2 separate regions of the Danio rerio genome follow, and region 1 is linked to region 2. A link is a contact called in public Micro-C data. All regions are on one chromosome and are shown on one strand. The core of a region is the stretch at or near the end of the contact, and the rest is flanking DNA. Distances in the headings are between cores, read along the strand shown. Region 1 holds the start of phlpp2 (PH domain and leucine rich repeat protein phosphatase 2). Region 2 holds the start of usp10 (ubiquitin specific peptidase 10).

Region 1 (6,907 bases), core at 4,279-6,778, 120 kb before region 2:
GAGGGCCGAAGCCTTGCCCAGTTTAGTTCCAACCCTGCTCCAACACACTTACCTGTAGGTTTCAAACAAGCCTGAAGGACTCAATTAGTTTGATCAGGTGTGTTTAATTAGGGTTGGAACTAAACTGTGCAGAGCTGCGGCCCTTTTGGAACTGAGTTTGACACCTGTGGTCTAATCCATATATATATATACACACACACACACATGTATATTAGTTAGCGCTGGTTTTCTTCATTCGTGAACATTGTGAATTATCCAGATTAAGCTTTACTTTTTCAGTGGACATGTTAGTCTGCTGTCGCCCCCTGGTGGTATTCCTGGTGACCTGTAAAAATAAATGAAGGATGAATTTTATAATATACACTCACAGGCCACTTTAGTAGCTACACGTTACTAGTACCAGGTTTGACCCTGTTTTGCCTTCAGAACTCCTTTAATCCTTCGTGGCATAGGTTCAACAAGATACTGGAAATATTCCTCAGAGATTTTGCTCCATATTGACATGATGGCATCACGCAGTTGCTGCAGATTTGTCGGCTGCACATCCATGATGCGAATTTCCCATTCCAGCACATCCCAAAGGTGCTCTATTGGATTGAAATCTGGTGACTGTGGAGGCCGTTTGACTATAGTGAACTCCTTGTCATGTCCAAGAAACTAGTCTGAGATGATTCACAATTTATGACATGGCGTGTTATCCTGCTGGAAGTAACCATCCGAAGATGAGTACACTGTGGTCATAAAGGGATGGACATGGTCAGCAACAATACTCAGGTAGGCTGTGGTATTGACACAATGCTTAATTGGTAATAACGAGCCCAAAGTGTGCCAAGAAAATATTCCCCACACCATTAAACCACCACCACCAGCCTGAACCATTGTTACAAGGCAGGATGGATTCATGCTTTCATTTTGTTGATGCCAAATTCTGACCCGACCATACGAATGTTGCAGCAGAAATTGAGGCTCATCAGATCAGACAACATTTCTTCAATCTTCTATTGGCCAGTTTTGGTGAGCCTGTGCGAATTTTAGCATCTATTTCCTGTTCTTAGCTGACAGGAGTGGCAACCAGTGTGGTCTTCTGCTGCTGTAGCTCATCTGCCTCATTGTTGGACGTGTTGTGTGTTCAGAGATGCTCTTCTGCAGACCTTGGTTTTATTGAGTGCTTATTTCAGGTACTGTTGCCTTTCTATAAGCTGGAACCAGACTGGCCATTCTCCTCTGATCTCTGGCATCATCAAGGCATTTGCGCCCACAGAACTGCAGCTCACTGGATATTTCCTCTTTTTTTTTTGGACCCTTCTCTGTAAACCCTAGAGATGGTTGCGTGTGAAAATCCCAGTAGATCAGCAGTTTCTGAAATACTCAGATCAGCCCGTCTGGCACCAACAACCATGTTAGGTTCAAAGTCACTTAAATCACCTTTTTTAACAAGCAGTTGGACAGGTGTACCTAATAAAACGGCCAGTATGTGTGTGTACATATATATATATATATATATATATATATATATATATATATATATATATATATATATATATATATATATATATATATATATATATATAAACACACATATACTGTATATTCTTATTTTAAAAATGTGTCTTCCACATCAATAAACATCTAGAATTTATTATTAGGTTTATTACACTGTAAAACAAACGATTAGTTGACGTTACTTTAAAAAGTGAGTAAACCCATTGTCTTAATTTCTATTTAAACGATCATAAGAACTTGCATAATTATAAAAAAAAATATTTAAATCAACTTAAATGTCCCAATTTACAACAGGTTAAAGGTCTAAAGGAAATAATAATACATATTTTACAGTGTAGATGTCAATCCTGGAGATATTAAAATCCTATCAGTGGAAGAAACACTCATAAACTCCTCAGTCCAGTTTCATGTAATTGATTATGAAATCCAAACAGTCTTCATTTTTACAATAAGTTGGCTACAGACCTCATCCCCGAAACGTCACGCAATAATCTCTCGATATGTGTTGATTTATGGCATCCCGTTAAAATGTATGTGGAGTTTAAAGTTTAACACGTTACGCAAGGAAAGCTAATCATTAAGGTTAAGATGACAGAGGTCAGTGATTCCTGATAAGAGCGAATGACTGCAAATCACACTACATTTACAGACCCGAGGCTCATAACAATAGCGGCTGATGAAGGACGTGTGTGTCGTTCTCTGTTTTTAATCAGGATCCTCACAATAGGGACTAAAGAAATATTGATTACATGAAGCAAATCTTTTTTTTTTTTGGCTTTTCATGTTCTGCAGGGTCTGGTAAAGTACAAGTGAAATCAAAACTAGCCATATTGATTGTGTTAGCGCACATTGCTAGTTTTGTGAACAGTTCATCTGTGCATGTCATTAAGAAACAAAACCGTTTATCGTTGTAATCTATAATTGAAATCTGCAAATGCACTTCCTGTTTGTTTTCAGTTAAGTTCTCAGATTACGTCTGTCTGAGGTATTGGGCGTGGCTAACATACTTAACCACGCCCCCTCCAACTCTCAGTTTTGACAACAAACAGAAATGGTGAGGAGGAGGAGGAGGAGTCTGTTAGGTTGTAATTCTTCTAAAACCATTTGGTGGTTCAGAATGAAATGCCTACTTTACATCCAATCAGCTCGCAGTAGAAAAAACAAGCCACGCCCATTGTTATCTCATGAACTGTGTCACAATACAAAAATAAAAATGCTCTCAGCTTCGGGCTTTAATGCTCAACCTGTGTTGATTTGTGGACAAAATGTGATTTGTAATAAATTGTGGCTGCCAACCAGTTTAATATGATTCAGCATATTGATTCTTAAAGGGACGGTTCACCCCAAAATTAACATTTTCTGGTAATTTACAGATTTTGTTTTTTTCTTTTTCAACATCAAAAGTTGCTGGAGGAAAGATCAAACACCCATAATACAAGTCAAAAGCATAAATAAATGAAAAAGAAACAAGAAATTAGTTTACAGTATACCGAGGGTGAGTAAATTAACAGTAAATCTCTGTTATCTGCTGAACCAGCCCTTTAAAGATCCTCATGAATAATTCATCACACGAAGCACAGTGATTGGCAATGGTCTATGAATAATAAGTAGCGCCAACCCAATCAATTTATCACCCTTAAACTATTAAAACTGTCAATAAAAGTCACTTTTTCCAAACTTTACAACATCAAATGTTGCTGGAGGAAAGATCAAGATCCCATAATGCAACTCAAAAGCATAAATAAAAATTACATTATCATTTTTACATTATTATTACATTACAATAATTATTACATTATTTTCCTAGTTAGTTGATTTACGGAAGTTTACAGTGTACCGATGGTGAGTAAATTAGCAGTAAATCTTTGTTATTTGGTTAAACTACTCCTTTAATTATCCTCATGAATAATTCATCACCTGAAGCACGATTGGCAATGGTCTATGAATATTAAGTAGTGCCAAACACAAACAATTTATTGTTTTAAACTATTAAAAATGTCAAAAAGATCAAGATCCTATAATGCAACTCAAAAGCATAAATAAATAAAAAACATAACATTAGTTAACTAATTAGTTGATTTACCGAAGTGTACAGTGTACTGATGGTGAGTAAATTAACAGTAAATCTCTGTTATCTGCTGAACTATCCCTTTAAGCATCCTCACGAATAATTCAACACCGGAGCTCAGTGATTGGCATTGGTCTATGAATAATAAGTAGCGCCAAACTCAAGCAATTTATCAATTCAAACTATTAAAAATGTCAATAAAAGTCACTTTTTAAAATGTTTCAACATCAAAAGTTGCTGGAGGAAAGATAAAGATCCCATAATGCAACTCAAAAACATAAATAAATAAAAAACATTACATTAGTTTACTAATTAGTTGATTTATGGAAGTTTACAGTGTACTGAGGGTGAGTAAATTAACAGTAAATCTCATCTGATGAACCAGCCCTTTAAGGATTCTCAATAATTAATCACTGGAAGCACATCAATAGGTGTGTCCTATGAACAATAAGTAGTGCCAACCCAATCAGTTTATCACTCAAACTATTACAAATGTCAATAAAAGTCACTTTTTACAAACTTTTCGACATCAAAAGTTGCTGGAGGAAAGATCAAGATCCCATAATGCAACTCAAAAGCATAAATAAATAAAAATATTACATTACTTTACTAGTTAGTTGATTTACAAATGTTTACAGTGTACTGATGGTGAGTAAATTAGCAGTAAATCTCTGTTATTTGGCTGAACTACCCTTTAAGCATCCTCATGAATAATTCATCAGTTGGTGTGTTCTATGAATATTAAATAGCGCCAACCCAATCAATTTATCACCCTTAAAGTAAAACAAATGTCTATAAAGGTCACTTTTTCAAACTTTTCAACATCAAACGCTGTTGGAGGAAAGATCAAGATCCCTTAATGAAACTCAAAAACATAAATAAAATAAAGACAAAACAACAAAAACATTACATTAGTTTACTAATTAGTTGATTTATGGATGTTTACAGTGTACTGAAGGTGAGTAAATGAACGGTAAATCTCCATTATTTGGCTGAAATACCCCTTTAGGCATCCTCATGAATGATTCATCACCGTAAGCACATCAGTTGGTGTGTTCTATGAATATTAAATTGTGCTATCCCAAACAATTTATCGCTCAAACTATAAAAAAATGTTATTAAAAGTCTCCTTTTCCAAACTTTCAACATCAAAAGTTGTTGAATGAAAGATCAAGATCCCATAATGCAACTCAAAAGCATGAATAAATGAAGACAAAACAACAAACTGTACTGATGGTGAGTAAATTAAAAGTAAATCTCTGTTATTTGGCTGAACAACCCTTTTAAGTATCCTCATGAATAATTCATCACCGGAAGCACATCAATGTGCGTGTTCTATGAATATTAAGTAGCGCCGACCCAATCAATTTATCCTTACTATTAAAAATGTTAATAAAAGTCACTTTTTTAAACTTTTCAACATCAAAAGTTGTTGAATGAAAGATCAAGATCCCATAATGCAACTCAAAAGCATGAATAAATGAAGACAAAACAACAAACTGTACTGATGGTGAGTAAATTAAAAGTAAATCTCTGTTATTTGGCTGAACAACCCTTTTAAGTATCCTCATGAATAATTCATCACCGGAAGCACATCAATGTGCGTGTTCTATGAATATTAAGTAGCGCCGACCCAATCAATTCATCGCTTACTATTAAAAATGTTAATAAAAGTCACTTTTTTAAACTTTTCAACATCAAAAGTTGTTAAAGGAAAGATTAAGATCCCATAATGCAACTCAACAGCATAAATAAATGAGAAAAACAACAACAACATTACATTAGTTTAATTTAATTTAACAGTAAATCTCCGTTTTCTGTTGAACTTCTCCTTTAAGGATCCTCATGAATAATTAATCACCGGAAGCACATCAATGGGCGGTGTTCTATGAATAATAAGTAGCGCCGCCCCCCTCATGTTTATTGATTGAGTTTGTTTGACAGCCGTGAGCCTTCAGTCTCACTATGGCGTCTCATCAAATCAGGATGGGCTTTTTCCACCGCCTCCTGTACTGGAATTTATCCCTCGCCGCTCGCTATCATACATCTGGATTTCTGTGCTGAGAGACGTCAAATGTAGGCGAAATGAAGGACGAGAAAAGCACCGCGCGGTCGCTCCCGAGTGCCGACACGGAGCGGAGAAATGCAGCCGATGTGGAGGACGGCCGGGCGGGCAGCGGAGCGGCGCTGAACCCGGTGCTGCACGGAGCTGGATCTGACCGAGCCGCCGCACCGACAGCCCGAGCGGGAACCGGAATACGCGTTTTAAAGGTACCAGATCCGGCTCTGTTTAGCTCGCAGTGTTGCTGTTAAACGACAGGGCCAAAGTACGTGTGTGAATCCGTGAACTGCATCAGCAATTATCTGTTTAACACTTCCACACGCCGCCGCCGTGTCTCAAATCCTAGCGAGCACCCTACACAGACAGCTGCACTAACGTGTATTGGTTAAAAAGATTGCTATGTAGTATTTTATTTGTATTATACTTTAAACAAATAAGTTAGCATACTAGTCTACACAGACAGCTGTAGGATGCTAGCATGTATTGGTTAAAGACTAATATGTATTTTGGTTGTATTAAATAGCTTTCAAATAGGATTATTTTATTTATTTAGCATTCTTTAGACTAGAGATACAACACAATTGATCAAATATGATATTAATATTATAAGGCTAGGGCGATAAAAGCTAAAATAAATAAATAAAATATAATATAATAATAATGAATTATAATTAACAAGTATGTGTGAGTCCTCTTATCTGTTTAAAACTTCCACACGTGTGTCTCGAAATCTAGGGAGCACCCTACATAGACAGCACATTCGGTCAGTAGCCTACATATGGCACTTGGTGCTGTTATGTAGGTGGCTTACTAGGATTTGTGACGCAGCCAGTTGATAATGAATGGCCCATATCAGTAATGTCATCTCAATTTATATGGTATCCCTTCTCCTCATTAGTTTATTATCTCGGAGGAGAATTGTTTAGTGTGATTACTTTTAAGGGGATGTTCATGTAGGGTGCATTCTGGATGCTTTTGGAAATGCAATTTTGGATAAAAATTGGACATTGTTTGTAGTCTTCTGTTTTTCTGATTGTTATGTTATCAAAAATACTGTAAGTAATATAGTAATGCTTTTAAATGTGATGAAGTATGGCAAGCTGGGTTAACATGTAGTGCTGCACGATATATTGGTTCAGCATCGATATCGCAATGTGCGCATCTGCAATAGTCACCTCGCAGGACGTGCAACGTTGAGTTTATGCTGCAAGTAGTTGTCCAGGAGAAATATTTCAGATGTAATTTGTGGAATCAGTGCAGAGTGTTACCGTAAC
Region 2 (6,890 bases), core at 1,847-4,346:
AACAAAAGTTTTTTTGTATAATATAATATAATATAATATAATATAATATAATATAATATAATATAATATAATATAATATAATATAATATAATATAATATAATATAATATAATATAATAAATAAGAACATAATAATATAATATAATGATATAATGATATATAATAACATATAATAATATAATATAATATAATATAATATAATATAATATAATATAATATAATATAATATAATATAATATAACAAATAAGAACATAATAATATAATAAATTGATATATAATAACATATAATAATATAATATAATAACATATAATAACATAATGATATAATATAATATAATATAATATAATATAATATAATATAATATAATATAATATAATATAATATAATATAATAATATATAATATAATAATATATAATAATATATAATAACATATTGATATAATATAATATAATATAATATAATATAATATAATATAATATAATATAATATAATATAATATAATATAATATATAATTCTCATTAGTTTTCTTAAGTTAAGTAAGAAAATAAGTAGTTTAAATGAACTGGTTAAAAAACAAACACATTTTAACATGCAAGTTCATGTTACTGAAAATAATCTTATGGACAATAAAAACAAATAAACAAACAAACAACAGCAACAACAACAACAACAACAACAATAATAAAAATTCTCAAAAAGATCTGTGCGAAACACCTTTGCATATATCCAGATGGAAAAATGACTATACTTTACACTTACAGTGACTTTTAAATTTGTTTGTCCAATATCCATAGACTTATTATAATATTGGCAACATGTAAACCTAATCAATATGTGCACTACAGGTTAGCCATACACCTAATACAATAAACAGTAAAGGAAGTTACTTCAAATGGCAATTATCTTGCACGTCTACAAACAAAACCCGAACTTTATGGTCTTGCTAAATTCCTTAATTTCCTTCGGCTTAGTCCCTTTATTTATCAGGGGTCACCACAGCGGAATGAACTGTCAACTTATACAGCATATGTTTTACACAGCCAATGCCCTTCCACCTACAAACCAGTACTGGGAAACACCCATAACCTCTCACATTCACACACAACAACAACAACAACAAATTTAGTTTAATCAATTCACCAATAGTGCATGTATTTGGACTGTGGGGGAAACCGGAGCACCCAGGGAAAACTCACGCCAACACGGGGAGAACATGCAAACTCCACACAGAAATGCCAACTGACCCAGCCAAGGCTTGAACCAGCAACCTTCTTGCTGTGAGGTGAGCATGCTACCCACTGCGCCACCGTGCAGCCCCTTGCTAAATTCATTGGAAGTAATTTACGCTGTAATTGACACTTTTTTGTTGATTTTTTGACCCCTGTAATTAAACATAAAATTTTATTTTTAATTTATGCATCATTTTGTAATATTTTGTTCATCTCTGCCCTATCCTCCTTTGTCCTCCTTACAATTTAGTATGTTTTAATGTTTCTTGTGCAGCGCTCAGCATAATTAAGTAGAACCATTAAAAAAACAATGTATTTTGGTGCATTTAAGCTAAATAGATTTATTAAACAGATATATTTATTAAAATAATATTTTAGTCACCAAACATATTTAGAAATCGAAAGATAATATAATTAAAAATTTAAGCAAAATATTGCAAAATAAATTACAAACTAAATCACACTAAATTTTTCCAGTTTTTTGCTTCTCTTAATTTTTCCTTTTTATTTTATTTATAATTAACATTTTTCTATAACATAAATTTGGCTGTACTAGTTTTTGGACCATTATCGTAAGTTATTTTGTTAGATAAGCTCCATTTTTGGTTTCAGTACTGACCAATCTAATGTATATGCACAAATATATTGTATAGCTTCTTATTAAAAATATGCATTTAAAAGATAGATTTGTGAGGGGTGTACTTATATACGCTGCTGAACATGGTATATGTAAAAATCTTGGTAGCTTGTACCAATTAACTTTCATAGTAGGATAAATACTATTCTAAAATACTATGGGAGTCAATAAGTACAAGCTAACAGAGTTTATTTTAAAAATATCTTTTGTGTTCAACAGAGGAAAGAAAGTCAAACAGGTTTGGAAGAAGTGAAGGGTGAATAAGTGACGGAAGAATTTCCTGTTTTGGTTGAACTTGGTACTTGTTTATCTACTGTTTCCTTTTTTATTTTATTGCTACGATATATAAAACTTAATTAGAAAATGATATTATTAAGTAATATTTATTAAATATTTATTAAATATTAATGATATTAATATATATTAATATATTAATGATATTAATATATATTAATATATTAATGATATTAAATATTTATTAAATATTAATGATATTAATGATATTAATGATAATTAATATTAATGATATTATTAAGTAATATTTATTAAATATTAAATATGCTCAGCATCCTAGTGCAAGTTTGAATTTGCACGTCATTTTGGCGCGCCCACCCTCCCGGCAGAACGTCAACGCACGCACACGAGCCCGTTGAAGCCTGATTTATACTTCTGCGTCAAACACCGGCGTATGCTACGGCGCTGACGCATAGCCCTTCGCCGTGGCCATCGCCGTCACTGACGTGCACCTCTCAAAAAATGTAACTACACGTCGCAACGACGCGTAGCATAAGCTCTGTGATTGGTCGGCTTGGTAGCGCTGACGAGTCTGGGCGGGACCGAGAGGCGCGCGAATGGCGCGACGCCGCGCGAGCGATTGTTTACAAGTGTGGAGTCCCGTGAAGGAGCTCCGGATGGAAAGTTTTGTTTTGTGTTTACCTCATAGTTAAAGTTGTTGCACGTCCGCCGGTTCCTGCCTCAAAATGAGCGAGTTTGAGCCACTTGTACATCCCGGAAGTGTTCAGGAAATGCAAAAAAGTAGCGAAGAAACTTGACACAGAGGAACATTTACACCTCACTGCCAACTAGCGTTTCGGAAGTGTTAATGCAGACCGGCAGAGACAGCGCGCAGAAGTATAAATGCACAGCCACGCGCGTTGCCTGCGCCGTGGGTTACGCCGGTCACCTGACGCAGAAGTATAAATCAGGCTTGAGAAGGGAGCGCGCGCGAGCGCCACTGGCAGCACACAGGCGCGAGATAAAGATGGCGGCGACGGTGGGGGAAACGGCGTGATATGCTGGAGTAGTGGCACTAAACCTGAGTAAAACCACTGTATGACAAACCATAGCAAAATGGAGACCATGTCACAGTAGGTGTTTACTGGTAATACCAAGTACTACAAACTCACCTTACCCCCCTACCCCCCCGAGAGAACATTCATCTTGTGATTGTGGAGAAATCTCACCGGGAGCATGGCTTCGCAAAGTAACCAGGTACGGAAACCGTTTTGAAGCTTTCATTTACAGTTTAATATCGTAGAGATTGTTTGTTTTGCTTTGTGCTGTACTTTCTGTTGGACTGTGCGTGCGAGCTCATTGAATCGGCAGCATGGCTGCAGGCCCACAGCCTTCACGCGCTTATTCAAAACCACTAGCATTCCGTCTGCTAGCTCACATTCAGGCGGCCATTATAATAAAGGTTTACGGGTGATTTACAGCTGTCATGAGGCTGTGTGTGTGGCATAGCGCTGAGTGTGTGTTTTTCGGCCATGAGTTTGTGTTTGGCCCTCCCGCTCACGCTGCTGCAGCGGCCTGGCCACGCGCGCGTGCTCGGTTAATAACGGTCATTAGCAGGCGGACGCGATCTTGCACTGAACACACCGCGTTTCGGCGACATTTCTGTCGGATACCGCCTGTGTGGCACACTCCACCGAATACAGTAAGAAAGTGTTAAGTGTTTCCGCGGAGTGTCTTCAGTTCAAGCAAGTTGAAATAGAGTCGTGTCGTGCTGCTAATGTAGTGAAATAGGCCTGTTGATTGGGGGCGGTATCGCTTCCTGTCTTCAATCCCATTCAAACTCTTGCGTTTGACTTTTACGTTTGTTTCTTGATCACATCGCATCCATTATATTTCTAGTGACAGCTCGTCACCACCAGGCTGTGTTTTTAGTGTCTTTAGACTGGTTTTGAAGTCAGCTAACTTTGAACGAGGCGCCGTGGTGAAGATGCTACATCATTGTAGCTCTGACTGCTAGCCACATGCTGAACTGTAGCGTCTCCACTGTGCTGTCAGTAAACGTGAAGTCTTGAATAATCAAATGCATCCCGATCGCGTTTAATGCGATGCATAGGGCTGGTATTTGTATTTATTAATGACGTGTGATATTTAAATGTGCTACTTTCATAAAGTTGGACGGCTTTTAGCACTGTTGCATTGATGCCATATGGCTGAAATGTGGTTAGTGTATTAAATGTGTAAAGTTATGGGTCATTCTGCTTAATAAAAGGTCTCTGACTGTAGGCAGTTTAGACACATAAAGCACAAGGTCCTGTCAAAGTAAGTTGCACATGTCATTTATGCATGTAAACTTTGAATTGTGTGACGTGCATTTGTCACCTTGCGTTGTTTTTAATAATACCTGTTTATTAGTACTACAGTTTTGTTAGGATTGTTGTAAGTAATTATTCTGGCAATGCTGATTGACATGGAACAACACCTTATGGAAAGTGTTTAGTTTTGACAGCATCTGAACACCGGTGCCTCAGCGTCATTTATTTCTTTACTCATTAAATTTTGATTATTAGACAGAACTGTTGATGTAAACAGCATTTACTTTATGATTAAAAAGGCAAACACTTCAATATTTTCACATATGTAGTAAATACACATTTGTATCTTTTGAATACTTTTAATAACTATTAAACACTTAATGATGCAACTACTTTTTTTGCATGCAACTTGGATCTTCTGTAGATTTTTTTTTTTATTGAATTTTTTTATGCATTCGTTTCCTGCATAAACACATTGGATTGGGACAGGAGATGTAGTGTTTTAATGTTTAATGTATACAAAATTTGAATGACCCTGTCTATTTAAGACTCCCAGTGTGCTCAAAAATAAAGTATAATAAAGGATAGGCATGGGCCGGTATAAACTTGGGTAAAAATATCACAGGTTCACGGTATCTCACTATTGCGATTGCTGCTCTCAAATGAGTTCTTTTTTTTAAATGTCTTGGTAAAAAACAACACTTTTCCACAATGACAATGATTTTAAGAATCATTTTGGAGCAGTAAACATGTATGGCTAAGTAATTAAAACAAATCATTGACGTTTGCTCTATTTGTTAGTTTCTAAAACACAGATTTCTTAAGGCATCTTTAAAAAAAGGCATAAAAGGCATCTCTTGATATATTTTCTGCTGTAGATACTGTTCTAAAAACATTAAAAAAAAAACCTTACATGTGTCGTAGGAACAGTATAACAGAGTTTTTGTGGTATTAAAACTTTAACTTTTCCAAACCACGGTATACCTTGAAAACGGTTATCGTCCCATGCGTAATTAGAGGTAGTAATGGGCCAGTGTAAGATTCTGACAGTATGATAACCTTAAAAAATATATTGGGGTTTCACAATATTGTGATGTATTTCTTTCCCCTTTGAACACAATTTAGTTAATCTTGAGAAACATTTAAAATATTTTGGAGCAGTAAACACGTCAGGCTAAATCATTTAAGTGAATCATTGACTTGTGCTGTCTTTTGTTTCAAAAACACAGAGTTCTTGACAATTTAAAACGGCATCTTTGGAGATCTTTTCTGTCGGATATACTGTTAAAAACAAAAGTCTGGAGTAAAAAAAATCCTACATATTCCATAGGAACAGTATAGCAGAAAATGTTGGCGATTTTTAAAACCTTGACTTTTCTTTACTGCGGTATACTTTTGAAAAACGATTATTGTCCCATGCCTAAAAGATTTGATTGTTTTTAAAAAAAAATGCTAATGCATTTATTCTCTTGTTTATTTCTCCCTGCATATGTTTTTAATTCAAATTCATATTCTGCATGTAAAATAAATGTATCGGATAAGCTTCACTTCAGCAGATTTTATTTACTGTCTTTAAATTATATGGGCACGCTTTACGAAAAGATTCCCTTAGTGAAATGTCATTATATTTACTAACATAATTAAATAATAAACAATACATTTATAACAGTATTTATTCATATTTGTTAACATTAGTTAATACAATTGCAGCACATTAATGTTTTTTGGAATATTAAGAGTTATTAAACTAATAGAGCTCAGAAATGTATTGGCAGATATTTATTTATTATTTTGAGGCAAATAGCCATTTAATAAGAGGGATGAAGTACATCCAGGATGGTTATATTCACAGAATAAACCCATTCAGGCTTAAACAGCGGTGCTTCGCGCCAGGCTTTATTCTGTGATGACAACCTCCTGGATGTACTTTATCCCTTACTTAACAAGCACTAATTTTGTATTAATGCTTTCCTATATGATTAGTAAAGGCTTTACACAGGATGTCCGTGGGGGTATTAAAATGATAAATCAATTTAGAGAAATTTAAGACCCTTAAAGTATTTAAAAGTCTTAAAAGCTATTTTGGAGGATATTAAATTGTATCATGTTTGATAGTCATGTATAGTTGCTTGCTAAAGTTTGCCTTTATTTAATCTCTGAATATTGGGGTGCTGTGTACTTTATAAAATCTGCTGCTTTGCTTACAGCACAATAACCAGGCAAAGAGTAAAAAAAGTCACATGCTCATTTTATTTTTCTATTATCTTTTTCACTTTCTACAATATGAATCGGCCAATTTGCTAGTAAATAAATGAGTTTAAAGTATCATTAATTCATATAAATGTTAGAGTATTTGTTAAAGCCTTTTAAACTGGTTTAATTATTATTGTTTTGTATTTCTCTTATAAACTTTTCATAGGGGTAGTTGGGTAAATAATTTTTCTTGGTCTTTGTTGCCTCCCTATGTTGCCTCCC

What was found. A called contact is a pair of places that touch in the nucleus more often than the background predicts.
Region 1: a Micro-C map of caudal fin shows a contact between it and region 2, with 4 times the contacts expected there. The contact joins the promoter of phlpp2 here to the promoter of usp10 in region 2. A contact is called at or near these places in 2 of 18 Hi-C or Micro-C datasets (caudal fin and hematopoietic stem cells) and 1 of 4 datasets of contacts at active chromatin or transcription factors (gastrula embryo).

The regions. Positions count from the first base shown.
Region 1 is chr7:74,801,459-74,808,365 of GRCz12tu, reverse strand. phlpp2 (PH domain and leucine rich repeat protein phosphatase 2) reads left to right here and starts at 5,528. Exons shown (of 19, transcript XM_073907553.1): 1 at 5,528-5,842. The coding sequence starts at 5,657.
Region 2 is chr7:74,676,653-74,683,542 of GRCz12tu, reverse strand. usp10 (ubiquitin specific peptidase 10) reads left to right here and starts at 3,096. Exons shown (of 15, transcript XM_680529.11): 1 at 3,096-3,360. The coding sequence starts at 3,340.